Regions from separate parts of the Mus musculus genome. Here regions 2, 3, 4, 5, 6 and 7 are each linked to region 1. A link is a contact called in public HiChIP or PLAC-seq and promoter capture Hi-C data. All regions are on one chromosome and are shown on one strand. Each heading gives the region's core, a stretch centred on a gene start, on an enhancer-like site or on the middle of the called end of the contact. The rest is flanking DNA. Distances are from core to core; before and after follow the strand shown. Region 1 holds the start of Hdac2 (histone deacetylase 2). Region 2 holds the start of Lama4 (laminin, alpha 4). Region 3 has its middle 57 kb from the start of Lama4. Region 4 has its middle 58 kb from the start of Rfpl4b. Region 5 has its middle 29 kb from the start of Rfpl4b. Region 6 holds the start of Rfpl4b (ret finger protein-like 4B). Region 7 has its middle 60 kb from the start of Gm22911.

Region 1 (4,292 bases), core at 1,248-3,747:
GAGCCCCAATCCTACTGGCCGGGTTCTCCACCAACCCAACCCTGCATGCGTCTGAAAGTCATGCACTTTCTTGGTACAAAAGTCACTTTACTTGCTCCTCTTGTTTAGAATTTAATAAAGACAATTAAAGATTGCTGCTACCTTTATAAACTAACAAGAAGAGGGTTTCTGTAATCAAGTCAGACGTGAAGGGAATTCTCTGCAGAGAATTCTCTGTAGTCTAGCATGCTATGACATGTTAATTAGCTTAACTATGACACCAATTTATATATCTTCAATTTTTGTTAGCGTCCCCCAAATGCAAATAGTCAGAATAAAAATAAGTTAAGTACATTCTAAAAACAAGTCAAGTAAGAACCACAGATAGATAACTCAGCAGATTTCCACCATCAATTATACAGTTGGTCACTCACAACTAGGTAAAGCAGCTGCATGGGCATAAGTCGAAAATCACATGACTGAAAAATGCCTCCCTCCACACCTTATCTCCATGACCAATGTCTATCCCACTCCTCAGCAAAGGCTCATCCCTACGCATGAAGCCAGGAAGGAGCTGTTCAAGACAGAGAGTCCTCTCTGGTTCTCCATCAGGCCTGGTGAAAGTTAATGGGACTTAGAGTTCATCACTGATGACAGAAGCTGACAGCTGAAGAGACTGAGCTGTTCCCCAACAGCTCAACCTTTCCCCTGACTCTAACAAGAGCAGGACTTTACTTTAGAAAGGCTGTAATTTCCAATGGATCAGAGAATGCAGGTCAGGGCTTTGCTATGACCCCAACGTCATAATGTAACTCATGTTTAAACCGACATGCTCTCCCATCTCTGCTCTCCATGATGGTGTAACTTCAAATAAACATGCAATACAGTTTGAGTCCTCTCAAACTTCCAATTAAGCCAGGCCATGGTGGCACATATCTTTAATCCCAGGATCTGGGAGGCAGAGGCAGGTGGATCTCTATGAGTTAGAGCCTCATTTACACAGTGAGTTTCAGGACAGCCAGGTCAACTTAGAGCCTGTCTCAAAAAACAAAACAGCCTTTTCCATTTTGGCCTAGCTTTCTGTAAGGTTTTTGGTTTTCCAGCCAATGACAGGTGGCTATTTTATTTAAAGCTTGTATTAAAAGATTCTGTCAAACCAAGAAAATGCACGACTATTTTAACAAGTTTAAGTGTTTCATTCAGCCTAGTTCTCTAATCTACCTCTCCAAACACTGTGACTTCAATACAACTACAGAAAACGCTCCCAATTTCATATTGCTTTGTGGAGATCAAGCGTTCAATCAATGAGCTTCGAAAGTTCTGTCAAATTTCCTTATTACTTCTCTCAATGGTTTATCTATTGATGTCTTGGGTGAAATCTGTATAGGCAGGGCACCATTCCATTTGGTGTAACTGAACCCAGAGACTATTACTACTTATACTCCAAATTAGAAAATCCTTACAGTCACCTTGTACCGTTCACTGCATTGTGAATATTTAGTCCACTTCTCAAAGTTTCCTGCAGCAAGGTCTTCACCACAGTAGAAGAGTTCCTAAGCAAGATGCCGGTGTTCTTTCCTAACCCCCCAGAGCAGGGTATTATAGCAGATCGAACAAAGAGCAACAAAGAAGGGGGAGGTAATAACCTCCCATAGAGACATGCCAGGACCCATCAAACAAGAACAACTGCACGCTTCCTCTCTCCTACCACTTCCCAACGACCTACCTACTTCCAACTCAAAACCCCTTAATTGTCACCGAGGAAGTGCAGCCCTTCCATTTGAACCCTGAGAAAGTGGAGCTCGAAGAACGCGAACAAAGGCGAGGGATGTAGTCCACGCAAAACACCAGCGAGACAGCGCCGCTCTGCGAACTTGGCCACCGGCCAGCAGTAACTCCTCCGCAGCCCCACCCGGGTGCCGGGGTCCCGGGTGAGGCTGGAAGCGCAGCGCGGACAGATCGGGGGCGAGAAGGGGGGACCGGGAGAGCGGGGGAGGGGACAGGGACGTGGGGCGGAGCTCCAGGACGCCAGCTTTGTGCAGTCAGGCCCAGGGTGCCAACTGGGGTTCCTCGGGAGACCGGTCAGAGGCAGTGCACCCTAAACCTGCGTGTGCCCGAGAGGACCCGAGAGGAGCGAAGGCGGGCGTCCCCGAGACGCCACCGCTGGGTAGGCCGTGTTGGTGTCCCCGCGGGCTGCCACCCCCGACACCCCGCCGCGCCCTCCCCGCATCCCGGCTGCAGGCTCCTCGGCCACTCACCATCATAGTAGTAGCACACTTTCTTCTTGCCGCCTCCTTGACTGTACGCCATGGGCTCAGGCCGCCGCCTCCCGGCTGCGGCTCCTCCTCCGGCTGCTCCCGCCCGCCGCGGCCCGGCGGCCAGACAAGAGGGCTGACGGGGACGGCCGGTGCTGCAGCCCTCGGAGCAAGGGCAGCCCGGAGCGGGACGGCGGCGGGTGCCGGGAGGGCCGTAGGGCACAGAGCGGGATAGGCAGCGGCGCCGACGCGCGACACTCGGCAGGGGTAGGCCTCCGGGCGGCGGGGCTGCGAGGCGGGAGCGACCACTGCGGCTGCGCGGAGGGGGGCACCACAACTACGGTCGGGAGGGAGCGACCGGGACGGAGTGGACGCCACCGGCCAGGGCGACAGTAGTGTTTCTACGGGTAGTCACACACAGTCCGGAGGTGCGCACAAGCGGACTTTAGCCCCTTGCTCAGAGACCCGGACGCGCAGCAGTGAGGTTCACCCCTCGGTCTTACGCGCACTGGTTGCGCCTGGGCCGAGCCTGCGCACTCCGCGCCTGCTCAAACGAATCCCGGGCAGTCTAGACCCCTCCTCCAGGGCTCATGCCGCTCCCCTCCCCCACCGCCGCGACGCTCCGGCCCGAGCCCGCCACGTGCCGCGGGGACCCCGAGGGGCCTCGGCTTGAGAGCTCCCTAGGGCTGCCTCCCCCCACACACACACCCGCTACCTGGTGGTCCGATATTCCCACGTGTTTCAATTCTCTTGTTCTCCCTCATTGGCTCCTGATAACTACTCTTGAGTTACAGAGAGGTTAATGGCAGACTCCTTGTATCTCCTGGGTTTAATAAGCATTTCCAGGACTCGGTATAAGCACTGTTCCCAGCATCCATACCTGCTCGTAATAAACACCATTTAAAGCTGTCAAAAGTGCTGGGATGTACGTGCCATGTCCATCTCCTTATAGGTGTGGGCAAAAGAAGGAGTATAGTGCTCTCAATTGCTAAATAATAGTCATCTGAGGACCGAAGGGGTGTCGAACTTTTCAAGACTCCACGTGCTTTGTCTACTTTATCAGACTGGATGTGCTTCTAGCCAGACAATTCAAAAGAATTGGTTTAAATATTGGAGTCCCTGTGTTTAATAGCCTGGCGTTTATTGTGCACCTGTCTAAACCAACCTGCTTAAAGGATGCATAAAGGATGGAAGCTGACTGTCTAATGAAATACTCACACACCTGAACTGTTATTATTTAAAATTCCAGCTACATGCACACACTACTTCCTCCCTTAAGAGGAGGTGTTGAAGTAAGAACCATACTGAGTCACTAACAAAAATCATTATTTTTCTACTTTCGGATCCCCAGGACTCTTAATACATAAAGCACCAATCTTCCAGGCTTAACCCCAAGAGACTTAGAATTACTCCAAGGTACCCCTCACCACAACCACTTCTCTCCCAAGCCTACAGTTTTAACAAGACCCTGGGAGATTAACGTGGTTGGGTCAGGGACCACAGTGGAGAGAGCTAGCTTTGATGTTAATGTTGATTACAGAGTATTGTTTGCTTCATTTTCTCTATCAGTTCCCAAGTCAACCATGCAAGGTTTTGAAAACAGAATGAGATGCTTAAGCAAACACTATTGTTCTTCCCCAGACCAAACACGGGGGAAGTAGGAAATAAGACTTGATTTTTTTCAGGGAGACTTCTAGCCTCTGTTCCCCCACCACACCTGTTTTTTTGCGCTTTTTAATACATTTAGCTCAACATTTAACATGTTATCATTGCCCATAATTCCTCAGCTTGTCTCCGTTGGACACAGTTTCACAAGAGGACAAGCCGACTTTACCCTAAACATAATTATTTCTCTAGTGTCTGTGGCTTTCAGCAAGCCATTTGAATTTTTTTAAAGTGGTCTTCACCCCTAAAATGAGAGACTTTCTTATGTGACTATTGAAACCCTCTTAAGATAATCCACATGGGGAGCTAGAGAAAATACCCAAAGAACTAAAGGGGTCTGCAACCCTATAGGTGAAACAACAATATGAACTAACCAGTACCCCCGGAGCTCGT
Region 2 (4,292 bases), core at 1,253-3,752, 2.0 Mb before region 1:
GCTTGTATGAGAAATTGCTCATAGTCTCAATATTAACTTTAAGGTCCTCTAACATTCAAATAATTATTATGAGTTGCAAATACAGAAAAAAAATCACTATGCATGATATGATCATCTCTTTAGATTTAACATATTCAAACACAGGATGCCTAGATAAGTTGAATTAAGATGAATATTGAAAAAAATCTAGCATACAGTTGGGACACGATAAAAAATTATTTATTGTTTATCTGCAATTCAAGTTTAATTGAATTATACTCAATATCAATTCTGTCCTTATGGCAAGCATTTCATTCAGGGACTTTCCCTGCTGGAAGCAACAGGTGTGGAGATAATGTTGCCTGGGTGTGTTCCAAGCATGCAGAGAGGCAATTCCTCTCCATTGATGGATGGAGTTTGGCTGCTCTGACCTGTCCCCAGTGACTGGGTGTGATCAGAAGCCCCTTTCAAAAAAGAGCCTTAGGTAGACCCTATGCACTGAAACGAGAGACTGGTACACTCTGGTTCTACCCACCTGCCTCCCTTTTGAGGAAGCACCACTAGGACTTTTACTTAAGGATCATCTTGCATTTTATTTTTAATCAACAATAACAGCTGTAGTTATATTACCAGAAGGTAGAATTAGGAGCAACAGTTGAGACTTCAGTGACTTTTAGCAACTTGCATCACTACTTTAGCTGTATGATTGCTATAGACATGGATATATTAGTGTGGGCATGTGTGTGTGCTGTGTGTGTATATGCTGTGTGTATATGTTATGAGTGTGTGGTGTGTGTATGTGTGTGCTGTGTAGTATATGGAGTGGTGTATATGTGTGTGGTGTGAGTGTGGTATGCGTGTGTGGTGTGTATGTATATTTGTGTGTTATATGTTTGCTGTGTGTATGTGTGTTGTATGGTATGTGGTGTGCATGTGTGTGCTGTGTGGTATGTGGAGTGGTGTGTATGTGTGTATGTTGTGTGAGTGTGGTGTGTGTGTGTGTGGTATGTATATTTGTGTGTGTTATATGTTTGCTGTGTGTATGTGTGTTGTATGGTATGTGGTGTGTGTGTTGTACATGTGTGGTGTTAGGTCAGTTGATCTTTCCTTTCCCATGAACTTAGGTGACTTCATTTTCCTCCTCCTTCGCATCCCCCACAGCCTGGACATGCTACTGTAATCCAGGCGCAGAGGCTCTTAAATCACTTACTGTGGACCCATCCTTCTCCTCCAATGTCTACAGTTCAGCCATTTCTCAACTGAAAAGTCTCTTGATATATAAAAACAGTAGCTCACTGAATAAACCTTAGACCAGTAGTATATCCTGATCAGCTTTACTTTGGGAGTGGAGCTTGACTTAATCTTGCTTCTGGATTAGAATGGTCTGCTTTTGTTTAAGGTATCTGCCCTGAAATTTTCTAACAGCTTCCTTCACAGACAACCCCCACCCCCAGCACCCCAGCCTTGCAGAAGACCTTTTGTTTAGTTTGAGACAGGATAGGTCTTTTTAGTGATATTGCTCTCATTGTTCAAACAGCAAAGAGGAGCAGGGAGACAGAGAGGGGGCACTTACAGTAAGTGCCAAGGTTTGACAAAATGGCTATTGGAACACACCAAAAGACCACCACTGCATACTGCATACATTTCTCATGTAGTCTAACAGACCCACGCAGACATGAAGGGTACTCTCACTGGAAGCCTCAACTTTCAACTGACGTCCAAGTCAAACTTTCAAAACAGAGCCCTTTATTTCAACTGAGGAGACCTAGCCCAGATGAAAGCCTAGGTTATCAAACAGATGGGGAGAGAGAAAGAGGATTGTGGCCCAGCCCATAGACACGGTAGACACAGGTGTGGAGCGGGTTGGCAAAGGCAGGGGGTACTGTACCTCAGCAGCAGGCGGCAGGCGTCCCAGTGTCACGCCTGAGTCGCTAGTCTCCGATGGGTCTTGCCTGCCGACCACTGCGCTCCCCTCGATGTCAAAAGGAAACGCATTGCCGTCCCCTGACGCTGCGTTGGAGCAGACAGCACACCAGAGGAGCCACAGGGCCAGGACTGAGCACCAAGCTGTGCTCCAACCCATCTCTCTGCAGATATTCAACAGGGCCCTTCCTGGAGTGAAGGACCTGGAGGTCTTGGTGGGTACCCCCTAAGAGATGCAGTGATGCCTGGTGTTTTGTCTTCTCTGGACCTGCGGTATTTAGATCCAGGAGCCCAAGTTGCAACTTTGTTGTATTAAAGAAGAGGGAGTGAGAGTCAGCGTGGTCTCTTCTCTCTCTCCTGCTTGTCTTTCGCTTCCATCCACCTCTCTCACTTTGTCTCCGGTCTCCCGCCGCTCCTGAGACTTGGGTTCTGGGACTTACAGATGGATGGAGCTAGCGCCCTGTGAACATCAAAAGGCAGGGGAGCAGACTGGCATGAGCGAGGCGAGCGCTCCTGGCCACCTCCTCTCCCTGGCGGCTGGGACTGAGGTCGGCGCGGCTCTGGCTTCCTTCCCACACTCATTCTCACCACTCCCTTTCCACCTTCCCCTTCCAGGCCCTCCCACTTCAAGTTGGCTTTCAGACCCCGAGGTCAGGCCTTTCCTAGACGCCGCCTCCCCCTCCCCCTCCCCCTCGCAGTTTGGAGTCTCTCCAAGGACTCGAAATGAATATTCAGCGTTCCTGATTGCTTCCCCACATCCCTTATTTACGCAGCCAAGGCGCCGGATGTCTGATCTATATTTATATAGATTTGTATGTGGCCCCCACTAGTGTACAGGAAAGTGGGTGGAAAAAGGATTCCAGGGGCGGGAGGGAACCTGAGGTAGATGACCTCAGGAGCCAGAGGCATGGTGTCCATTTCTGGATGCGTTCTCCTCTCCTTTTCTAGGGATAGCCTGTGGCTCTTCACTGGCCACTCCTCTTCCTCTGTGGAGTCCTCACCCAGAGGGCTGGAGAGAATATCTTTCACTACAGTACTAGAAAATGACTTCATTATTGAAATGCATGAACTTTTATTTACAAAGAACATCTTGTTTTCCCTAAAGAGGTGCTTTGTGAAGGACCCAGAACAAGGCATGCAGTGTATGAGCCTGTCGAATATGCGACCCACAGCTCATAGTAGCCCGACCTCTTCCTCTTGGCCTGCAATCTCATGCCTACAACATTTGTCTGAATCATGCAACCTTTCCAAGGCTTCCATAGAACTCAGGCTGCAGTTACGCTGGGCTGCCCTTGAGCTGACTAGTATCCACTGCCAGTGATAGGTGCCTTTATTTCCATGGGCTTCAGGTCAGAGCTTTAGGTATCTCTGGAGGGAAGGCCCCAAAGTGCTTAAAAATGATCAGATGAGCAAGATAGCCATATAATGACACTCAGGCCAGTTTTAAGGTATTGGGAATTATAATTACACAGTAAGGCAACTCTGTGAACATTATCATGAGCCCCATTTCACCGAATGGGCTGTTGGCTCTAAAGCTATACACATAAGCAACTGTTTATTCTCTACCATGTGCCAGCCACTTTCCACACATTTGTAAACACCACAGCATTCTCGCATAGTAGGGCTTTTATTTCCTTGCTGTGGAAGAAGAATGAGCGATTCCCCAGGGCCACCCAGCTGATAGAAAGCTGAATTGAAGCTTAAATATGAGCCTTCTTGGCCTGAAGCTCTGATTCAAGTTTGTAACACCAAAACTGATAAGATAAAGCCTGAGCTGGGACATAGAGATAGTGGGGGTGGGGGTGGGGGGTAGGTGGTCTCTTTCACTTTTGGAGTGCTTTCTATGCACCAACAGTTTGCATGAGTTATTTTATTTAATTTCATGCCGATAGCTAAGTGGTCATTGTCACATGCATTTGGCAATGGTGGAGTAGTCTGGTATTATAGTAATGATGCCAAGACACTGGACCTGTGTGCTGGGTGTGGATTATCCCAACACCCCTTCCACGTCCCCTGTTAGACCACTTAACTCCTTTCTACACCTGCCAATATGTGCAACAGACTTGAGCCGCTCATGTCCTTAATTAATCTGTTGTCAATAAAGCTCTTTTGGCAAAACAAACAATAACAAAATAAACAAAACAAGCAATAATGAAATAAATGCCTCCAGTGCTGTATTGGCTTCTATGGGTGCTGGAAATGAGTGTGTGCCTGGTCAGAGTAAGATTCTTGATTTTAAATAATAAAATGAGGTGACATGAAAGAGCTAGTGTCAGAGGAAGTAGAAAGGGTTCTCACAGATTGTTTAAAGACTAACAATAATATGACAAGGAACCGTTGAACTAAGTTGTCATATTTTCCCCCATAGAAATTGGCTAGCATGCGAATTA
Region 3 (4,292 bases), core at 1,240-3,739, 1.9 Mb before region 1:
AACAGCTGCAATAGACTGAGCTCATTGCCCCACACCACATCATCTTGACAGAACAGCACCCAAACAAAACCCCTGACAATGTGGGTGTCGTCCTTAAGCAGTAATGCAAACTTTGGTGTGATTGTATCTGAGATGGCATCACAGAAAGTCTGAGAGGAACTCAAAGCTTGAGCAGAAATGTTCAGATCAGGAGGGTGATCGGTCATCCACCAGAGTGACAGGGCATGGTTACCAGTGTTCATGGGGATTGTAGTTACCTAGGGAGTTCATTTCACACAAATAGGTAGTACCACCCACAGAAAAATGTACTTGCCTCACCAAACAATCTTAGTGGCAGAGTTCTGTTTAACATGAAGATGACAGTATTGACTGAGATAGCTATGCAGAAAAGAAAAGGAGATGCCTCTGTCTACTTTCAAGATCTTGAGAAGTGTTTTGCTTGTCTTATGATGTCTTCAATAGCAATACTGAAGCCATCTGGCCACTGTCAATGGCCCAAACTCTGTGTGTTTCTTGTTGATATCAAACCAATCGATTTTCTCCATAAAACTAAAATAGACCTAGTGTGCATACATTATAAATTGTACAGAATAAAGCTTATCCAAGGTCACAGAGTCAGTAGGGTTGAAGTCTAGTCTCTTCTGATCCCAAACTCTCTGTTGTGTTGGTGAGTAGATTAAGGGGCATGGCATGATCTTTAGGAACTCACTGCTTTGTAAAGCACATATTAGGGCAGCAGATATTTTCCCTATTCATTTACTAATTGGTGTTATCACTGGGTAAATTACTAGTATCCTCCTGATTACCTCCATACAGAGTTGGGATGGCTTGACTTTTCCTGGGTAGTATCTATGTATACCTCCCCCAACTGACACCTCCCACACACCACCACCCTACCCTCATGCTGTGGGCAGTCTGCCTCATCCCTAACTCCTGGCTTCTTCAACAAGCTTTGGAACTGTTGCAGTTTTCATTTGTGGCTTGGTGGGGCTAGGTAAGCAGTCATGAGTCTCCCTGGCTGTTTCTCAAATAGTCCTCGTCTCTCCTCTTCTATTATACAACAGCAAGACAGTGCAGTTAAACGCTGTAGAGGGCAGCTTTGGAGCCAGAGTAAACCAGCATCAAGTCATTTAATTTCCCCGAGCCTCAGAGAGTTAAATGGCATGATTCACATAAAGCCAAATGCTTGACACAGTGGATATACTCAATAAATAATTTTCAACCGCAATCCAGTTTTACTCATTTCTAATCTATCATAGATGCCCTTTCTATAATCTGGAGTTTCTTTTTACCCCACTGCTGTCTTGAATTTCCTTAGCCTCTCTATATTGTTCAGCACCAAAAAAAGCATTTTTCTAAACTTATATTGCTCTATATTCTAGTTGCCAAATGCTGTAAAAAGCCCTGCTGTTTTAACTTTTCTCTTGCGTATGCTATTTAGCACCTGTGTAAACCTATGCAGCTGTGCTCAGCTATGTATAAATGTTTGCTTCTGCCATATTTATTATGTGGCTCTGTGTCCAGCCAATCACTCTATTAAATCATAAGCTTCCCAGGGCTAAAGATCATACTTTCTACTTTTGCAACAAGTCCCTATTTCCTTCTGAGAACAGATTTCCAGAAGGCTGAGATGTAAACACACAGTGTTACTTTAATAAGATGTCAGGGACATGTTCTCAAACATTGTGTTCTTCTTCAGGGCATTATTCAAAAAAAAAAAAAAAACCAACCAATTTTAGTGATAACAAGCATCTTATAGAAATATTCAAATTGGGGGCATTCAGTTGGTGACTTTTCATATTAAAATATTAGAACAGGTCTATTATTTCTCCTTAGAGAAGTAAACTTACCTCCAGAGAGATAAGTGTTATGATTCTCCCATTTTGCATTCAGGGAAGTTAGGAAAGATTTGAGAAGGACCCACCCAGAAAGGTTTGCAGCTGGCTCAACACTACCCTGTATTAGCTCTGGTGTCTTCCACTAAATGAAGGGGTTTTCCAGATGAGCTATAAAGATATTCTGATACCGCTCTTCCTGCTCTCTCTCACACACACAACATTCCCTCCTGCTTATCTTCAAAGAAAAGGAAGTTCTATTACTATCTAGAATTTGCTTAGTGGAGATAAATAAAGTGAACTGCAAGGGTCTTGGATGGTTTGTAAGAAGCGGGAGTTGGGGCAAGGGGTGGGGGGAGTGAGGGAGAGAATGAAGAAAATATCTCCTTGGTGTTTGCCTTCATTGCTCCTGTTCTCCAAAGAGCCGACAAAGCATTCCCTCTCTGATAGTGAAGTCTCCAGCTGGTGTTTCCATTTCAGAGGGTTGCATTGCGGTTCTAGAGCATGGACAGCACTTTGTTTTTGCTTTCTTGTAGCTTTCCGCTTTCTCTCCTCGGCGGCTGTATTCTTTTAGATTGAGTCACAGGCAAGCATCTTCCAGGCTTGGTGAGTGGGCCCTCGCAGCCCTGCTGAGAAGGCCGGCTCTCAGCAAGCTGCAGGCAGCTGGTGGGGCTCTGCTCTTTGGCAGCCTCTCAAGTCTGCCTGCTCCTTCTGGAGCACACAGTCTCTGGTTGCACGTAAAACATGCTCTCACAATTAAAAGCTTCAACTTGGTCCTTCCAACTGTGAGACTCTGGGAGTCTCTCAGCGCTGAGTTGAAGAGGATCCAAGACCTTCCCAACAGAGTCAGGATTACGCTGCAGTTAATCTTGTAGAGCATTCTTACATTTGTTCTGCTTTACCACAGGGGTACTGAGATCTTTCAAGTCACAGGAACAGCTCTGTGCTGTAATGTGCTGGGGGAGCTGGGAGGGCCCTGGGGATAACTCAGTTTGGGACTTCTTAAATATCCGAGTTCTAGAAAGGAAGGGCTGTGTTGCAGACTCAGTTTGTAATTCTGTGTTCTTAAAAATGGCCTCCCTGCAGGACTAGGTACATCTCTCCCCCTGAGGCAGCACAAGGCAGCCTAGTTAAGGGAACGGGTTCCATAGGCAGACAACAAATTCACAGACAACCCCTGCTCCAGTTGTTTGGGGACCTGCATCAAGACCAAGCTGTACATCTTTACACATGTTTGGCTGACCTAGGTCAAGCCTGTGCTTGCTCTTTGGTTGGTGGTTCAGTGTCTGAGAGCCCCCAGGTGTCCAGGTTAGTTGACTCTGTTGGTCTTTCTGTGAGGCTCCTGTCCTCTTCCTTCCCTCAATTCTTCCTTTAATTCTTCCACAAGACTCAATCCATCCACCTACTCTTCCATAAGACATCCAAGTTCCATCTAATGTTTGGCTGTAACCCTCTGCATCTCTTCCCATTGGCTGCTGGGTGGAGCCTCTCAGGGGACCGTTACACTAGGCTCCTGTCTGTAAGCATAAGTGAATATCATAAATAGTGTCAGGGTGCGTGGCTTCCCCTTCTCAGAGGAGAAGTGGTGGGGGTGGGGATGGGGGTGGGGGGTGGGAGGACCTGTGTGAGTGGAAAGAGAAGTGGTACTGACATTGGTATGTAAAATGAATAAATGATTTAAAAATGACCTCCCAAATTGCCTTCAGGATGCTTAAAACCTTGTTCTGTCCTTGGCCAAGAGACTTTCTGAGCAGTAGCTCCATCTATGGTATAGATTCTATATCATGTTTGACTGGCACATTTCTATTTATAAGAAACTAAAACCTCTTGATGTTAAATTTTTGAAAGAGTGTACGTAATGAAAGCTTTTATTTGAATCTGTATACAGGAAGCAGTTTTTCTTGAAGTCATTAGTATTCAGTGCTAACAGCTCAGCAGTAAGATCTGCTATTAGGGTGTTTTAAGTTGGGCATTTAAGGTTAAATAACTCACTCTGGGCTGTGGGTATTAAGAGACAAGGGCTGGATTTGAACCCAGACAGCCAGATTCTCTCTCTTCTGCCTTTAGCTATTCTGCAATGCTGCTGTGAAATAACGGCTTCTGTTTTACCTTATCTCTTGGGATGCATTTATTCTTTTTATTCAGTATTACTAAAGTTCTTTTTTTTTTTCTTTTTTGCAGAAATTTCATCTCTCTGTTGCCCAGCAACGACAGTAGATCTGTGTGTGTTTAATGTAGGAGATTGGATTGGAAGCAACTGTAAAGTGTTTTGAACACAATCAAGAGAGGGAAAAGATTTGCCACTTGATAACTGAGCTGGGACATTTCTTACTCCTTGCCATGAAGGATCCTCTACTGAATAATACACTTATATCACAGTGGGTCCTCAGTAAAGAATAATAGAGCAAGGTATGGTAAATATTGAGTCAAATGTTCAGCTATAGTCAGCTAGCTAGT
Region 4 (4,292 bases), core at 463-2,962, 1.9 Mb before region 1:
TTCATTCCTATTCCATTTCTGAAACAAACTTGGCAAAAGACTATGAGCTCTTGGTCATCACTACGCTGCCCCAAGTCATCAATGTCCTTCATCCTTTCTCAGTGGCATTAGCAGAAAATTGATGTCTCCTCTATAGCACTGGCTTGTGCATGATGCCATCTTTCTAGTAGAGTGAGTATAGTTCCTAGTTAGCTATGAAGTAAGGGCTGGGTATCTCTGTCTCTCTTTCTCTTCTTCCCTCTCCTCTCTCCTTTCCCCTTCCCCCTCCTTTGTTCCTTTTTCTCTTCCTCTTGCCTTCCATCCTGTTCTAGTTCTTCACTGTTGTCGTCTTTCTCACTTTCTTTCTCTCTCTCCCTTCTTTCCTTCCTTCCTTGCTTCCTTCCCTTCCTCCCTCCCTTCATTTCCTCCTCCTCCTCATCCTCCTTTTCTTCTTCATATTTCGAATGTAAGGGAATCTACTATCTACTGCTTGGTTCTTTGTAAAAAATGCCCCTAACTTCTCTGCTATAGAAGCTGCTGGTTACATTTCTGTTCACCAATATTATAGCAAAAGATGCTTCACGTGTAGCACCTTCTGCTATTTCTCCTGCATGTTTTAAAGGTTCCAGATCTCCAGAATTCTTTTTGGGCATATGTATCAGTTAGGGTTTTATTGCTGTGAAGAGACTCCATGACCAAGGCAACTCTTATAAAGAGCAGCATTTAATTGGAGCTGTCTTACAGTTTCGGAGGTTTAGTCCATTATTATCATGGAGGGAAGCATGGCAGAATCCAGGCAGACATGATACTGGGGAAGGAGCTGAGGGTTCTACATCTTGATTCAAGGGCAGCCAGGAAGAGAGGCTATCATGTCTCACACCAGGCAGAGCTCAAAGCTCTGCCTCTACTGTGACACACTTCCATAAAGGAGGCTACACTCCCAAGAGTGCCATTCCCTGGACCAAGCATATCGAAGCACCACAGTTTAGCTTTGTTTTTAGCTAGCTTCCTCCTTGAACTGTATGAGGCCTTTTCTCCTAGCCTTTCTCTCCTTTTACTCGCATTGTGGTGCATTAGTTTCCACGGGCAGGAGCTAAGACACCCGAGTTGCTTTCTGTTATTTATTTACCCTTTCATTTAGTTCTTTAAATATTTACCGATAATGTCTTCTCTGTTAAGAGGTAGTTTCCTGAGTTCAGCCACCTCAGGGGTGAGTTCCACCTCCATAGCAGGGTCAACCCAATGCCTATCCTGCATCTTCAGGTGTTTCCTGTTTGTAACCAGTACAGGATGTAAAAAGGGAAGATGCTGTTATCCTGTTATCTGAGCTAAGACACACAACTCACGAATGTGCTGCGTCTCTTGACTTAATGGACTACATGCAGCTGGCTCATTCCTGTTTTCCTAATCATTTTAAAATTCCAGGCCAGAGTCCAGGAAAGGACCTGTCTGCAAAAGCTGACTCAAAGACCCTGAAACCAGGTGTTCTAGATAAGGCCCAGTCACCAATGTTAACTTCCTTGTTTAACCCCTCGTGTCAAAATATGATTGGTCAATGCAGCATCTCACCCCATCCCGCTTGCTTTGTGTTCCCATCCTATAAAAATGTTGTACAGTCTCCTTTTGGGGAGGTGGTTCAGATCCTGAACTGGCTGCCTTCCTGTGTGCTCAGAAAATAACACTTCTATTTTTAAGCTTCCGAGTGAGTAAGTTTCCTCGACTTCTACCCTGAACTCAACATTGTCAAGAGGAAGAGTGTAGACATAAAAAATGAGGAAATGCACCACGGAGCCACAGCAATATACTCAGTAATGGCTTTCTACCAGTGATGATGGGAAATTTCTCTGGGGTACTTTCTACAATTTTTACATATGGGGAATGGCATGTTAATTGCACATCAAGAAGTCAGAGGTTAAGAATACATGTCCAGGGGCTAAAGTTAACTCCATCATTTTCTTTTCCCCACCTTTCCTCCTCTTCCTCCTCCTCCTCTTCCTCCTCCTCTTCCTCTTCCTCCTCCTCTTCCTCCTTCTCCCCCTCCTCTTCCTCCTCCTTCTCCTTCCCCACTTCCTCCTTCTTTTTTTAATATCTGGATTTGAAACTGGATTGATAACTCAGCTGAAGCAAGCCAGCATCCATTCAAAATGAATAGATCAAGAAAGGAAATCAGACCTCTCATCTGGAAAGTAATGGAGACCTTGCACCGAGGCAACATAGCTCATTGTAAAAACAGGGAGGGGTAAGATGGTAACATTTGGCTGTGTTACCACATCTCTCTCTTTTCCCTTTAGACAAAATGGACAGGACTTGGCTCTGGCTCACTTATCAGGTAGGGAAGTTCAACCTCTCAGCAGCACTGAGCAGGTGTTCAGTAAACATCGGCTTGTTTGAATTAGGGATGTTTGAATTTCCTCTAGAGCATCTTTGACCACATAGAGTTTAAAGACCTCATGATCTCAGCCCTCTACCAGCTCTTTTTTTAATTTATTTATTAATATATCTAAGTACACTGTAGTTGTCTTCAGATGCACCAGAAGAGGGCATCAGATCTCATTAAAGATGACTGTGAGCCACCATGTGGTTGCTGGGATTTGAACTCAGGACCTTCGGAAGAGCAGTCAGTACTCTTAACCGCTGAGCCATCTCTCCAGCCCCTCTACCAGCGCTTTGAGAAAAGTCAAAGGCAAAACTTCTCATGCTCAGTAAAACACAGGGTGGCATGAACATGCAGTACTTAGGGATTTAAGTAAGTACTCGGCATCCTGCCTTTGACACGGATCTGCAGATGACCTCACTCAGTTCCATGGATATGACCCAAATACCTCAGTTAATTATGGAATGTTCTTTTTCCCTTAGCTTTTATAGACCCGCCCTAACTTAGAAATAAATGCTTAGTTAAGACAATCTCCAGCTTGGCCCTTCTGAAGGCACAGAAAACTGACTTAAATGTAGGCGCCCAGGGGGTTCCTGATGAAGCCATGTCTCTAAAGTGAAATCCTGCTTTCATATACATGAGGTTGGACTGCAGGGTCACATGAGTTCTGATGTGGACTTTCCCATGGATGGCATCATTTCCGTACCCAGAAAGTTCCAGATTCTGAAGAATTTCAGGTTTCGATGCGGAGATTAGGGCAGCTCAGCTTATATTTGGTATTCCACTCAACATGTTAACTTTATAAACCTTTTGATTTGTGTCAAATCGTATCTCCTTCCAGAAATCTTTGACAAGGACAGGGTTGCGTCCCACTTTTCTGTTCCACGTGTTGGCATTTATTGGTCTCCATGTTGCTTCTCACTCTGAATAGTCACATCCTAGTTTCTGCACCCCATCTGATCTCAACTTCTCACTCTTACCAGACAATGTCCAAGGACAACTGGGTGAGGCCCTGCTGTCTGAAGCAGGCCACAGGCTCTGCAGCAGGCCATCATCAGGTGTGTGTGTGTGTGTATGCACGTGTATGTATGTATGTATGTGTATATATGTGCATGTATGTGTGTAAGCTTTACAAGAGCTCTTTTAATTCACTAGCTATGCACCTCTAGGATCATGACTATCAGAGGGAGGCATGAAGGTGACTTTATTTGTCTTAATCACCTCCAATCCTGCCACAGCCTCATCTGGTTTCATAGTAGATAGATGGATTTAAAAACTGTAAGCAAACCAGTTTGTGCATAAAAGCCAGCCTTAAAGAAGAGACAGCCCCGTGTCTAGTGAATTTCAACGCTTCCAGTGCTCTGCTTAAAATGTAATGCATGTATGTGTATACACCATCTTGGGAAGCCAGTAAGATGTAGATGCTGGTTCTAAGGCCCAGAAGGGCCTTGAGATTCTAAATACCTAACAAGGGCCCAGGTGGTGTCAATCTAAGCAAGTAGTAAGAAAAGCTCATGTGATCTTTAAAATTTCTAAGAGCTAAACATTTAAAAGCAGGCTTATTATTGAAGGCATAGATGAGCACATTGACTCAGGAATTTGTTCCAGGCCGCACCTCTCATTAAAACCTGCTAGGCTTAAGACCGCTTTTCAATCACTATGCTGTTGGAGAGGAGAAAACAGACAAGAAGGAGATTTCATTCAGAAAGTAAAAGGGGCCAGCTCTGTGATGGGCTGGCTTGAAACTAGCTGTTAGGATGGTCCTGGAGTGGCTGGACTGAAGAACTTGGCAGGAGTTTGGAGAGTTTGGGGTTGTGGGGCTGTGGAGATGTTCATTCCAGGAGCTGGCCTGAAGCAAATGTGAGATTCAGAGGTGACCCAAACCCCAAAATCTCATCCTAGGATTGGTAGGATTTGGGAGAGCTCTCTCCCTGCTCTT
Region 5 (4,292 bases), core at 734-3,233, 1.9 Mb before region 1:
CACAGGATCAAGGGCCTTTCCTCCCATTGATGACCAACTAGACCACCCTCTGCTACATATGCAGCTGGAGCCATGAGTCCACCATGTGTACTCTTTGTTTGGTGGTTTAGTCCCAGGGAGCTCTGGGGGTACTGGTTAGTTCATATTGTTATTCCTCCTATGGGGCTGCAAACCCCTTCAGCTCATTGGGTCCTTTCTCTAGCTCCTTCATTGGGGACCCTGTGCTCAGTTCAATGGTAGGCTGCAAGCATCCACCTCTGTATTTGTCAGGCACTGGTGGAGCCTCTCAGGAGACAGCTATAACAGACTTCTGTCAGAAATCATTTGTTGGCATCCACAAAATTGTCTGGGTTTGGTGTTTGTATATGGGATGGATCCCCAGGTAGGGCAGTCTCTGGATGGCCTTTCCTTCAGTCTCTGCTCCACACTTAGTCTCTGTAACTCCTTTCATGGGTATTTTGTTCCCCCTTTTAAGAAGGATCGAAGTATTCACACTTTGGTCTTCCTTCTTCTTGAGTTTCATGTGGCTTGTGAATTGTATCTCGTTACCTCTCATTTTCAGTTTTAGAGACTCAATTATGTTATGATATGTCCCACAATAATTGCATTGTAAGTGTCATGAACCGTGATAATAGGGAAGCTGTTCATAAAATGTTCTCTCACTGTCTGTAACTACTAAAGGCTTCTTTCATAAATTTGAAAGAAAACCTTCATGGTTATGTGGACTAGTTGGGAGCTATTAAGACAACTCTATTGTCTTGATCTCTGAATTGGGCCTCTCCCCCCGAGAAGAAAAGGGAGTCAAAAGCGGGCCACCGACGCACCGTTCCGAGAACAACCACAGAATGTTCCAGCCCTAAGTCAGCGCCAGATGTCCTGACCACAAGATGTACCCTGATACCACCAAGTTCCTGCTTCCCCATATAGTTGCCAAAAAAAAAAAAAATTCCGCTGCCATCCCTCCTGCTGAGAAGTATTTCCTCCTTTGCTTGTGCATTTCCATTGACCCATTCCTCCTGCTGAGAAGTACTTCCCCTTTTGCTTGTGCATTTAAGCTTTGAGCCTTGCTGAATACAGTGACACTTCCTGCACTTGGTGTCCGTCTCTCCCTCCCCCCATTTGGTTCTTAGGAGAAGGTCCCCTCGAGACCCTCAATAACTGGACCTGCTGGACGGGTCAGTTGGGGACCCAGAGATTCAATCACCATAATGAAGACAGTGAAGAGACAATTCATTATCTCTACTACCACTAGTTTTCTTTTACAACAAAGTAAAACAAAACCAACCAACCAAACAAACAAACAAAAAACCCCCAAAACAAAAAATCCAAAAGAAACAAAACAAAACAACAAAAATCCAAAGAATATCTTCATCTCTATTACCCTGACCTTAAAATTAGCCTTTGAACTTCTCTAGTTGACATTCACTCAATTTCCTGTCCAGTGCTGGTGCTCTCTTAGCATTCACCTGACTAGGGCTTGCTTTATCCTCATCAAGAATCAAACTAGGGGCCAAGAGAGCCCCTCAGTTGTCCTTCTGAGATAAGAACCCTGAAACCCCATTACAGTATGTCCAGTGCTGACAAAGAAATCGTGGAGGAGTCTTTAGAAGGTTAAAAAAAAAAAACTTTATAACCATGTTAGTTGAACTGGATGGGTCAGGATGGACTCAATTTCAAACAATATGGGTTAGTAGGTGATTTGTGTAACATACCCAGTGTAAATGTGGTAGCAGGAGGTCAAAGACATTAAGTGACACACATCCTGGTGGTCAATACAAATAAGAATTAAAAAAAAACAAAGAAAAAGAAAGCATACTTATTTCTAGTTGGGTAAATGCTGAGCAAATGGCAGTAAATGTATGAGATGCAGAGATAAATTCCCCATCTTCCATGTAACCACTGTGGTAACTAGGGAGGCATCTACATGCTAGAACCATCAATCCTTCACACATGCTATTTCTTACATCTCTATAATTTCTTGACTCCCAGTTTACATCTGGAGAGAATTAGTCTGAAAGGTTAAATACATTGCCCTGGGTCCACATAGTTAGAAAGAGATTCCTGGAAACCAGACTCTCATCTCCAATACTGAACTTGTAGTTTTAATTTACTTCTAACTTAAATTTAATAAAACCTCTAATTTTACTACTAAATTTATAATAATAAGTCAACAGAGCAAATATCTGACATTGACCTAATCAAGGAATTGAATGTTAGAATGTGTCTGATGGTTGCCAAGTAGCTTCAGTGGAAAACCACATTATGGTATAGGTCTGACTTCAGCCTTGCCACCACTGAATGGCATTCAGTACACAATTTTACCACCATTTTCTCAAACCCTCCTAGTCTTAGTGAAAATAATACCAGACCTATATACCCCATATAAGCTTGGATTTGCAATCTTTCTAAGGGAGGTTAAGGATTTTAGTTATCCTCCATGTGTTAATTCAGTGTTTTAACTGTGTTAAGAGATTCTCATTTGACAAGTTAGCAAAAGACAGCTATATTTTTGGAATGCATTCTTGTTACTCATGAAATTGTGTCTTTAAAGAGTCCCCTCAATCTTCAGAGGAGAAGACTAAGGATAAGACCAAGAGTGAGCAGAGGAACACCTACCTCTTTTTGAGGACCTTTTTATTCTCTCCTCTTTTCCCCTTGCCATCCAAGACACCCGTTTCTTCCTCTTTCCCTCAACCTGTGCCCTCTTTTCCCCATGCCCATCAAGACTCTGGTGTCGTCTTCTTCTTCTTCTTCTTCTTCTTCTTCTTCTTCTTCTTCTTCTTCTTCTTCTTCTTCTTCTTCTTCTCGAACTCAGAAATCCACCTGCCTCTGCCTCCTGAGTGCTGGGATTAAAGGCGTGCGCCACCACGCCTGGCTGACATTCAAACTCTTAATGCATAGAGCTTCTCTAGCCTTGGCTGGCAGGCAATAGCTCAGCATTATTATGTACCTGTGCCTGTGTACACAAGACATGGCTTGCAAACAGCTATATTATCTTGAAGACCACCAGAGACTCCGGTTGTAGCCTCCCCCAGCCTCCAAGCAGGCTGAGCCAGAACTTGACCTTGCTGCCACTAAGGAGATTACCTAGGGTGGAGCCTTCCTCCCTAGATCACTCTATTGTTCAGCCACTGCTACCTGCTGAGAGGCCTCTGAGCTATTCCGGAGACTGCACCCTATCCTGCAGCGTTGTTGTCACCTGCAGCTGGTTCCAGGCTCCAAGAATGAATTGGCAGGAATGCCCCCCCCCCAACTCCGTTTATAAGTGCATTTGCCATTGAACATTTGAGCTTTGATCAGGAATCTTGACTTAGCTCCATTGCCTAGTTCCCTTGTCTTTTCAGCTCCCGCTTGCCTCCCAGGTGAAACCTGGTTCATGTGAGCCCCGTGTCGGCTTCCAACATCGGGTAGTTCTGGTGATTTGGTGAGTTGGATGTACTATGCATCCCATCAAAATTTCTTGCTTTGTTTATCTGTACTGTTTCCAAGCTCAGCTAAAACGCTTCCTGTGATGGTTCAGTATCATGCATCTCTCCTCTTCTGTGGCATCATTGTTGCAGAAGACTGGCTGGAAGTTAGGTACTAACATTAAAGAAGGAGAGACTGGGCCAAATGTAAGGCTTGACTTTAAATAATTGATGTCTGACCGTAGCAGAAGAGAGTCATGCAAACATTCTTTTATAAATAAAACAAGCCTACATGAATATTCCTCTTTCTTGTACAATACATAATTCAGACATCTTAATTAGAATTGTATGCTTTGGGATTTGATTAAAAAGGAAAACAACCTCCAGAATGTTTGTCTGTTCTCAGCGATGCCAAGAATGTAATCACCAGTTTTACAAACTGATTTCCACACAGCAAGGAAACTTCTTGTCTAATTTAATTGTTCAAATCTGAATCCTATGGATCTGAATGCATCCACGGTAATCTTTAATTTGTTTCTTTCTTTTTTTTTTTTTAAAAATAGCACTTGTAAAAGCTCTCAAGGAAAATCATTGCTGTCCTCACCCAGAGGACCAAGCCTCACAAAGAAAGTCGGAAGCCGCAGTTCTAAAGGTGCACAGTAGATGGCGCCCTGCCACACAGATTCCCAGGTGACTCCGTCGGGAGAGGCAACTGACACCCAGGGAGAAGAGGTTAGAAGTCTTAGAAATCACTTTTAACTGAAGCAGTAAACTGTTGTTTTCTAATTGCCTCTGACACCAAAGACCATTAAGCTTATTTAATCTAATCCTGAAAAACAATTACATTTTAAAACTCCCTTTTAATGCCCGGCATGATCTCCTAGT
Region 6 (4,292 bases), core at 877-3,376, 1.8 Mb before region 1:
GAGGCTGGATTGTATTTAACTACCATGTGTTTTGGATCAGGATACTTTGGAAACAAGCTTAATTTATGAATTGATCTTACTTCATGGAAACTCTAATGATAATTACATTTTAAAAGTAGAAACACATGTACATCTTGATAGATTGTCATGAAAGTGTTAAGACATCACAGATCAGTGACTTCAAATATTTCTAGCACTTGAAAAAATTTCTTTAAAAAAGGGCAGTTCTCTCTAAATTCAGAAGAGTTGGGCACTAAAGTGAGTATTTCTGGCAAGAAAATATTTCTCTGGGGAAGGGGAGGACTGAACGGTGACAGTAGGCTTAAGCCACTGCTAGAGCCAACTGGAAAATGAGCAGACCAATGAGAAATGATAGTTTCTTTGGTGTTTCTTACCTAATATGGATTCATTACCACAGCCTCATAGAGTAAATGGAAAACATGGAATGCATCTCATCCTTATGGAGTAGAAAATGGAGGAGAAGTGTGTGATGGATATTCCCAGTTGTTAACTACATCTGGAATGAACTACAATCCAGAAATGGAGGGCACACTGTGATCCAGGTCTTGAAGACGCGGGTGTTTGATCTGAAACTTGACGTGGAATGACACGTGCTTTTCATCCAGATCTTGAGACATAGTGGCAGTGAAAAGTTTAGGCCCAGGCATGCTGGTACACACTTTTAATCCCAGGAGACAAAGGCAAGAAGATCTCTGAGTTCAAGCCCAGCTTGGGACAGAGCAAGTTCCAAGTAAAGAACAGTTTAGGTCCAGGTGTGGTGGTGCACACCTATAATCTGGGCCGTACCTTCTGCTGGAGGCCTACATAAGGACACTGGAAGAAGAAAGACTCACTCTCCTTTGCCTGCTTGCACTTACTTGCCAGCACGTCTGTTGAAACCTACTTCTTCTGGATTCTAGCTTATACAGAAGACCAGCTGAAACACCTACCCTCATGGGATTCTTTAATTCCCATTCACAGTTGCCTATTGTTGGATTAGTTGGACTGCAGACTGTAAGTCATTCTAATATATATATATTTAAATATATAGAGAAATTCTGTAAGTTCTGTGGGAACTTTAGAGAATGCTGCCTAACAAAAGTGTTCTGCATTTGCTGTATCATCTGCATCTGCAACTAGTTGGGTGCATCACTGGGGGCTTTGCTGACAAGACCCGTTGCTTGCCACACCATTCCAGTGTGTTGCAGAACAGTGACTTTCTAGGGGACCTGCAAGTCCTTCACACCCATTCTTTATAACCAAATATCTGTGGAAGCAGGAAGTTCTCAACATTACTTATACCTTCCCCTCCTTCCCTCCCTCCCTTTCATCCCTTTCCCTCTCTTCATTTTTTTTTCTTTTTAAAAAAATTTATTTATTGTATGAGTACTCTGCTGCATATACATCCACATGCCAGAAGAGGGCAGCAGTTCTCCTTACAGATGGTTATGAGCCACCATGTTGTTGCTGGGAATTGAACTCAGAACCTCTCAGAAGAGCAGCCAGGGCTCTTAACTGCTGAGCCACCTCACCAGCCTGCCTTCCTTTCTTCCTTCCTTCCTTCCTTCCTTCCTTTCTTCCTTCCTTCCTTCCTTCCTTTCTTTCTTTCTTTCTTCCTTCCTTTCTTCCTTTCTTCCTTTCTTCCTTTCTTCCTTTCTTCCTTTCTTCCTTTCTTCCTTTCTTACCAGACAGAGAAGTAATATTAAGAATATTAAGGAAAAAGAAGGGATATTAGGTAAACAGGAGGAGTAATTCTACAAATCTGTTGAATTCATGGTGACTATAATTAATAATAATAATGTATCCTACAATTGAAAATGACCAAGAAAGTAGACTTGTTCTTATCCTCTAAACCGATAAATATGTAAAATGATGAATATCTTAATCAGCATGATCTAATTACTTAGTGGGTTTTTCTGTGTAGCTCTAGCTGACTCACTCTGTAGACCAGGCTGGCCTCAAACTCACAGAGAACTATCTGTCTCTGCCTTCCGAGTGTAGGACTTAAAGTCATGATTTACTCTTAGAGGGAGTTTTTGACTCACATTGTGGGTGGAGCTTATGGCTCATTGTGGGTGGAGTCTGTCACAGCCACTATATAAGGCTCCATCCAGCCCTAGCGCCTGATTACTTCAACCAAGAGCTTGAGCAAGTAAATACAGAAGCACAAGTGGTCAGATCCTAAGTCCTTTGCTGGAGACCACCAACTCTAGGTAAACTGATACTTCTGTGTGTCTGTCTTCACAATCCTATTTCTCTCTGGCTACAACGTTTGTTTGTGTCTTTATCTTTGGTTTTCAGATGAGGAAAGAGAACTTGGACTCTAAACATCACTATGTAAAAGTTTCACAAGATAACTTAATGGAAAACATTTTGGAAATGGAGGCAACCTGTGCAATTTGCCTGGACATTTACTCTCATCCTATTTATCTCTCCTGCGCCCACATACTTTGCTTTGATTGCGGTAAAAAATGGATGACAAAGAAAGAAGACTTGATAATGACCTGTCCCGTGTGTCGAAAAGAACAAAAGAGACCTGTCAAGTATGATGGGGTAATGAAAGAACTGGCCATCCTTTTAAAGCAGCATGGCCCCTTACTGAAGCAACATAAAGGGCAGATCACTGGACTTCTGAGATTGGTATCAGAGAATACGGCTCTGGCAGCTAAGACTGGTGACTCCTCCCGGGAACCCTCTAATGATTTAAAGGGTGGGAAGCCTGGTCATAATTTGGTGGAAGATCCCAGAAGATTCATTTCTTCAGCCCATGTCGTGGACAACTCCCACTTTTTTTCAGTCTGCCACTGGGAAGTTGATGTGGAGAAAAGGAACGAATGGGCTCCAGGTATTTGCAAGGAACCAGTCAGCAGGAGGAACATCTATTTACTCCGTGAACATAAGTTCCAGTTGCTTGGTGAGAAGACGAGAGAAATCAGAGTTAATTTTATTTCAGAAAGACACCATAGAAGCCCTGGCCTTTACCACGTAGGGATTTTCCTAGCCTTGACTATGGAAGAAACCAAGTTTGTGATGGGAAAAGCAACGACTTTACCTATGAGCATCATTATCTCTGCTTTTTTGGAGCTCATTCCTTTGTTTTAAGGTAAGGAAAAGGCCAGTGGAAGGGAAAAGTGGTGCCCCCATGTTAACATCTGCCTTTGAGTAATTCATCAATTATTAGTTTTTAATCTTCCTTTCAGAGCAAGATTGGAGGACCAAGGTAAAGCATTGCACTAAGACTTGGAAGACTTCTGATGAACTCTATAGACTCCTGAGATCACTCTGGGGATAATTATGTTGTAGGCAAATAGCTGTGTACTGTATATTTTTTTTACAGTAAAATATTGTCAATGTTTTATGGATATAGAGTATCCGTGCTTACTGGTTTTTATGTAAACTTAATACAAACTGGAGTTACCTAAGAGGAGGGAGCCTGAATTGAGATGCCTCCATAAGATTAGGCTGTAGACAAGCCTGTAGGGCATTTTAAAAATTAGCGTGGTGGCGCATGCCTTTAATCCCAGCACTCGGGAGGCAGAGGCAGGCAGATTTCTAAGTTCAAAGCCAACCTGGTTTACAAAGTGAGTTCCAGGACAGCCAGGGCTATACAGAGACACCCTGTCTCGAAAAACAAAAACAAAAAAAACAAAACAAAACAACAACAACCCCCCCCCCCCAAAAAAAAATAGTGATTGATGCAATAATGTTCAGCTCATTGTTGGTCCGGCTACACATAGGCTGATTGGTCTTGTTTTCTATAAAAGCAGGCTAAGTGAGCCATAAGATGCAAGCCAGTGGTCTAGCTCTCAGCTCTGCCTGCATTCCCAGAGGCCAGCCAGCACCATGCCCACTAACATCTGGGAAAACCAGGTGGGATTCTCCCCCAGGCCTCTTGCCCGACAGGTCCCTTAGACACAACTAGCATCAGCAAATTGTGGGATGCAGGGGATGCATGCTACTGGGGATGCAGGCAGAGTCGTGGCCTGGAAAATGGAGTGGGTACAGTTTACCATTGTTGGGTGTGCTTTATGAGAACTTGGCAGGCAGGGGATTTGGGAGAGTGGCAGTTCCTGATGCTGGCAGGCCTCTGGGGATACAGGGAGATTTATGTACTAGAATGTAGTAGTGGGAACAAGGCACAACTCTGCCTGCATCCCCAGTAGCATGCCGGCACCGGGAACAACATAAAAACAGTCAATAAGAGCAAGGGTAATATGGCACCATGAGAGCCCAGCTATCCTACTACGGCCAGCTCTGGGTATCCTAACAACAGCTGTAGCATAAGAAAATGA
Region 7 (4,292 bases), core at 828-3,327, 1.6 Mb before region 1:
AACAATGGACTAAAACTGCTAAACTGTAATCAAGCTTTAATTATAAGAGTTGCCTTGGTTGCGGTGTCTCTTCACAGCAATGAAACCCTAAGACACAATCCCATCACTCCAGTTGATCTGATGCCATCTTCTGCCCTCCTCAGGCACTGTGTGCACAGACATATATCCAGGAAAACCTTTCATACTCATTAAATAAATAAATAAATAAATAAATAAATAAATCTTATTTTACAAAAACAAACAAGAACAGCAACAATAAAAACCAACCACTCATCAATCATTATCCATCAAGAAGAGCAAATTAAAACCACATTGAATGGCCCCAGTGTGACAAGTGTGAATAGCTCCAGTTAGAATGTATAATTTTAACACTAAACAAACAAATTACAAAACCAAGTAACAGTATGTTGGCATAGACATATAGAAAAGGAAACATTTATGCATTACTGGTGATAGCATAAACTGGTGTAACCACTATGGAAATCAGTGCAGAGATTCTGAGAAAAGCCAGAAATATATTTACCACATCATTCAGCTATATCCTACCCCTAAGCTTGTATCAAGGACTATACATCTGACTGAAGAGAAACTTGCCCATTAATATTCATTGTTATTCTGCTCACAATTGCCAGGAACCATTTGTCATATGTCAAAATCTTGGTTTTGCACTTGGATAGTTAGTTCAACTTTGTATTCTAGTTCCTGGCTTTCACTGGCTTCTGAAATCTCAGGCGCAATGGGAACTGAGATGTATTTTTTGAGATTTGAAGGACTAAAGAGCAGAGTTATTATAGTGAATGAATTCTCTGTACTTCAGTTTTTCTGATGAGGACAAGGTAGTCTTTTTTATATCAAAGTACTCTTTGGTATAGAGAAATATGAGAAACTTGAAGGGTCATAAGATAAATGAGTTAGGTAGGACTGGGCTGGAATTCCAGCTTCTTCAGAGATATAAATTTAACATAATTTAAACTTTGAGGGTCTCTCCACTCTTACTTGTAAGATGAGAACCACATTGTGACATACTGAGAAATCTGTGAGCATTAAGTAAGACAACTATGCATGTTGGATACTATATTGATGATAGTAAATAAATGTCCACTTTGGTGCATTTATGTGCTCTCATAGTTTTGATCAGAAGATGATCTATCTGATTCTCTGGGAAGTTAATAAACCTGCCTTGAGCATCTGATATATGTACATAGGCTCTCTTATGGAGACTACCATTCTCACAAAGTTCATAGACATAAATATCATACGTCACAGCTCAGAGCTTTTAATGTGTTGGGCACAAATGTAGCTCACACACATTAAAGCCTGTATGGTACTGTGGCATTGTGCTCTCTGCAAGTTGGTGCCACAATCTCACTTCTAATGAAAGTATGGTCATAAGCTGACTTCATAGTATGCCATAGCGTTTAGCCTGCAACTTATCACCTCTTCTTGATGCCATCCTAATTTAATCTTGACACTGAAGCATTTACAATGAGATAAAATTATTAATAATGATAATCTAGTCAGGTAAATGATGTTCACTTTCATTTTATCTTGTTCCTTGAACGAGGATGCTTTCTTGTGAAAGGTGAAACAGTGTCAAAGTTGTGAATCATAGTTTCACATTCAAAATAATGAGAAATCATATCTTCCTGCCTTTGCAGCTAAGAGAAGGAAATAGGGTTATTTCCATACGACTCTCAAGAATAAAGAAAAATAATCTGTAAAAAGCTTTACTCATGTCACCTCTCATTCTACTTTGAAGGGACATAACAAAATCAGAAGCAAGATGGGTTCAGTGTATTTGTGTTCACTCTAGAAATGGTAAGACAACATTTATTTCCACCTAGAACTGTCTTGGATCATGGCAGCAGTGTTTTTAAGAGGTCTCATATCTCTCAGAATGCACACAGTGATGTCCAGCATGCCACACAGTTACACAAAACACTTATTCAGCATAAAGTATCTTCATGGGGGCCCTACCGCCCTTACCCCTCGTTTCCACTTTCCACCCTCCAGTCCTCCCTTGGGAAGATGCATGCCTGTTCCATTTATGCTCAGCACCAGTGTTGCCATGGAAACTCTCCTCCTTTTCTCTACCCTCCCCAGTTACCAAGCACAGCTCTGGACTCAGTGCCAAGACCTCCTCTGTACAGACTCAATATTCTTTCAATGTTTAGACAAATCTGTTCGAAAACCTTGTTTACATTTTTTCCCACAACACCATAGCTTCGAGTCGGGGCCATCCATTTCCCATGGATCTGCTTATATTCTGGACATGGTTTCTTTTCTTTTTTCTCCACCATAGCTCTAAAATAAAATTGTATCATTTGGTCTAATTCTTAATAGGACATAAAAGGCAACTCAGGGTCAGAGTCCACCCTTACAGTCAATTTTATCCAGTCCAGAGTAGAATTTAATACTTTTTGTATACTATTTTTTTTTTACTTAAAAAATTTTGTTTAATAAATGCAGCATTAACACATGTTTAAAAACAAGAAACTTTCCTTTAATTAGCTTTAGTTGCATGTTTGTTACAGTCATCTGTGTATCTTACGTTATGCCAGACATTAATTAGTATTCAGATATACAAATAATATGTTGGCTTCACATTGCTTAATCTTACAGGTATGTTTTAGGCTGCACATTTTCTGTAGAATTTAAAAGTCTTGCTTATGGTTTAATTCTTGATTCCTATATTTAATGACGCAATTCACTGATGAAACTAAACCAAAATTAATGTTGTTGTGATGATATTTTATCCTTCTCCCCATTTAAAAATTGCCAGTTATGCCTGCAGAATTCCTAAATGTTAAACGTAGGTTTAGCTTAAAAAAAAAATACTTACTTTGCCTTTTTATTTTAAGAAACTTGAACAGGTCAGTTCAACTCAGTGAACTATGCTGACATTTACATATTTTCACAGTAAACATGTATTTTTAAATCATTACTAGGAAAAAAATACCTCTGATCAACAGAAGAGGGAGCAATATTCCCTCCTTTTTTACACAAAATACTGTGGGGTTGTTTTCTCACCTTTCCCTCCTAAACATAAGCCTCCTCTATCGTAATCTCTGCTGCTGCTTTTCTCTTTCCCTTTTCTAATTTTTTTGAGGGGAAGTGGAGGAGGGGTGCGCAGTGGTGGCAGGAGTAGGACCACCCAGTTCGATCAAGGAATCAAAGGTTAAATTCTTTCTGGTTTGTTACTATCTCTCAGGATATAGTTAAACGTTAGAAATCTTTGTCGTCTGTATATTTTTACTCGCAACAATACTTACGGGAATGAAATGCGCTGCACCTCCTTACAGAGAAGCCACAACATTGCGCAGGCAGTGGAGTGAATGTGAACGTTTTCCAGCTTGCCTGAGCCAGAGACTCTCTCATTGTTCTCTCTCTGAGCAGAGTAGGAACCGCGCACATCTGAATAACAGAGTCTTTTCTGCCTGGCGCAATCCTGGATTGTTACAGTCTAGAGGCCAGCCATGCTGTCACCGGCACAAATTGATTTAACCATCAATTGCTGTGGTCATTAAAGCTGCTAAAAGTCCCCGCCAAACTGATGAATTGCAACTGAATGTGAAATGAGTGTCTAAGTCTTTTTCCCACCACCTCATATCAAAGGCTATTGTATCCTTGCAAAGTAAAGGGTCGGGGGTTCAGGCTGCTGTTCAACAATGGGCTCTGTCAAAGGACAGAGCTCCATTCACACAAGCACTCCCAATTACAGTTTGCTTTCCATACCTTATTGTATGAAATTTGCATCCAACTAATACATTGAATTATTGGCATACTTTGGGTGTCAAAGGAGTCAATGAATGATTTGTCCTTGAAATACATGGAATCCAAAGCAGCTGCTGGTTCTTGTCTTGACAATGGAATGATTCCCTGGTTTTCCAATGCCTGCAAATGGACTAATTTTCTCCCAGCTCACAGTTAGCACTTGTGGAAGCAGTACACAATTTTTTTCCACATTCACAACTGTGAACTCATTTCTAGAGTTTTGAGAGGAGATACAGAAAAGGAATGGTATTGTCTAGCCTAACAATTATATTATAAACTTTAAAAAAATCAGTATAACCTCCATGAGGCCAATCATTTACTACTACTACTACTACTACTACTACTACTACTACTACTACTACTACTACTACTACGACTACTACTACTACTACTACTATTTGTTTGCTTAAAGTAAAAGGATACATTGTAAAATTAAAACCAACCTTACACATATGTTTAAATACCCAGAAGAACTTTTGTTAATTCTTTTAGGAAGATCATAAATAGGAATTTTTCAG

What was found. Promoter capture Hi-C pulls out the DNA fragments that hold promoters and counts their contacts. HiChIP or PLAC-seq counts read pairs in DNA pulled down with a chosen protein or histone mark.
Region 2: a contact with region 1 is called in an H3K4me3 HiChIP or PLAC-seq map of embryonic limb bud, with 9 times the contacts expected there. The contact joins the promoter of Lama4 here to the promoter of Hdac2 in region 1. A contact is called at or near these places in 13 of 39 promoter capture datasets (the 3T3-L1 cell line, the C10 cell line, cranial neural crest and 7 more) and 3 of 115 datasets of contacts at active chromatin or transcription factors (astrocytes, embryonic limb bud and stem cell-derived neural progenitor cells).
Region 3: a contact with region 1 is called in a promoter capture Hi-C map of neural stem cells. The contact joins the enhancer-like site here to the promoter of Hdac2 in region 1. A contact is called at or near these places in 3 of 39 promoter capture datasets (cranial neural crest, hematopoietic stem and progenitor cells and neural stem cells), 1 of 115 datasets of contacts at active chromatin or transcription factors (large pre-B cells) and 1 of 9 other capture datasets (adipose tissue).
Region 4: a contact with region 1 is called in a promoter capture Hi-C map of hematopoietic stem and progenitor cells, with 6 times the contacts expected there. The contact joins the enhancer-like site here to the promoter of Hdac2 in region 1. A contact is called at or near these places in 7 of 39 promoter capture datasets (cranial neural crest, frontonasal cranial neural crest, hematopoietic stem and progenitor cells and 3 more) and 3 of 115 datasets of contacts at active chromatin or transcription factors (embryonic stem cells, large pre-B cells and pro-B cells).
Region 5: a contact with region 1 is called in a promoter capture Hi-C map of second pharyngeal arch cranial neural crest. The contact joins the enhancer-like site here to the promoter of Hdac2 in region 1. A contact is called at or near these places in 7 of 39 promoter capture datasets (3T3-L1-derived adipocytes, the C10 cell line, cranial neural crest and 3 more) and 1 of 115 datasets of contacts at active chromatin or transcription factors (astrocytes).
Region 6: a promoter capture Hi-C map of maxillary cranial neural crest shows a contact between it and region 1. The contact joins the promoter of Rfpl4b here to the promoter of Hdac2 in region 1. A contact is called at or near these places in 4 of 39 promoter capture datasets (cranial neural crest, maxillary cranial neural crest, second pharyngeal arch cranial neural crest and 1 more) and 1 of 115 datasets of contacts at active chromatin or transcription factors (large pre-B cells).
Region 7: a promoter capture Hi-C map of hippocampal neurons shows a contact between it and region 1, with 5 times the contacts expected there. The contact joins the enhancer-like site here to the promoter of Hdac2 in region 1. A contact is called at or near these places in 5 of 39 promoter capture datasets (cranial neural crest, frontonasal cranial neural crest, hippocampal neurons and 2 more), 4 of 115 datasets of contacts at active chromatin or transcription factors (astrocytes, bone marrow-derived dendritic cells, embryonic forebrain and 1 more) and 2 of 9 other capture datasets (adipose tissue and liver).

The regions. Positions count from the first base shown.
Region 1 is chr10:36,972,749-36,977,040 of GRCm38.p6, reverse strand. Hdac2 (histone deacetylase 2) reads right to left here and starts at 2,497. Exons shown (of 14, transcript NM_008229.2): 1 at 2,238-2,497. The coding sequence starts at 2,289.
Region 2 is chr10:38,963,725-38,968,016 of GRCm38.p6, reverse strand. It overlaps Lama4 (laminin, alpha 4), which reads right to left and starts at 2,502. Exons shown (of 38, transcript NM_010681.4): 1 at 1,868-2,502. The coding sequence starts at 2,062.
Region 3 is chr10:38,906,683-38,910,974 of GRCm38.p6, reverse strand. No RefSeq gene overlaps it. Among named protein-coding and RNA genes, the nearest start is that of Lama4, 57 kb to the left of the region's middle. Within about 2 kb of position 2,489, at least 106 of the 459 cell types and tissues checked have an H3K27ac peak or open chromatin away from gene starts, as enhancers often do. A contact at or near this core is called in adipose tissue and neural stem cells, where this site is marked.
Region 4 is chr10:38,877,936-38,882,227 of GRCm38.p6, reverse strand. No RefSeq gene overlaps it. Among named protein-coding and RNA genes, the nearest start is that of Rfpl4b, 58 kb to the right of the region's middle. Within about 2 kb of position 1,712, at least 25 of the 459 cell types and tissues checked have an H3K27ac peak or open chromatin away from gene starts, as enhancers often do. A contact at or near this core is called in hematopoietic stem and progenitor cells and pro-B cells, where this site is marked.
Region 5 is chr10:38,849,097-38,853,388 of GRCm38.p6, reverse strand. No RefSeq gene overlaps it. Among named protein-coding and RNA genes, the nearest start is that of Rfpl4b, 29 kb to the right of the region's middle. Within about 2 kb of position 1,983, at least 3 of the 459 cell types and tissues checked have an H3K27ac peak or open chromatin away from gene starts, as enhancers often do. A contact at or near this core is called in second pharyngeal arch cranial neural crest, where this site is marked.
Region 6 is chr10:38,819,613-38,823,904 of GRCm38.p6, reverse strand. It overlaps Rfpl4b (ret finger protein-like 4B), which reads left to right and starts at 2,126. Exons shown (of 3, transcript NM_001177783.1): 1 at 2,126-2,213; 2 at 2,302-3,103; 3 at 3,201-3,364. The coding sequence starts at 2,302. The coding sequence ends at 3,102.
Region 7 is chr10:38,553,071-38,557,362 of GRCm38.p6, reverse strand. No RefSeq gene overlaps it. Among named protein-coding and RNA genes, the nearest start is that of Gm22911, 60 kb to the left of the region's middle. Within about 2 kb of position 2,077, at least 97 of the 459 cell types and tissues checked have an H3K27ac peak or open chromatin away from gene starts, as enhancers often do. A contact at or near this core is called in adipose tissue, astrocytes, embryonic forebrain and 3 more, where this site is marked.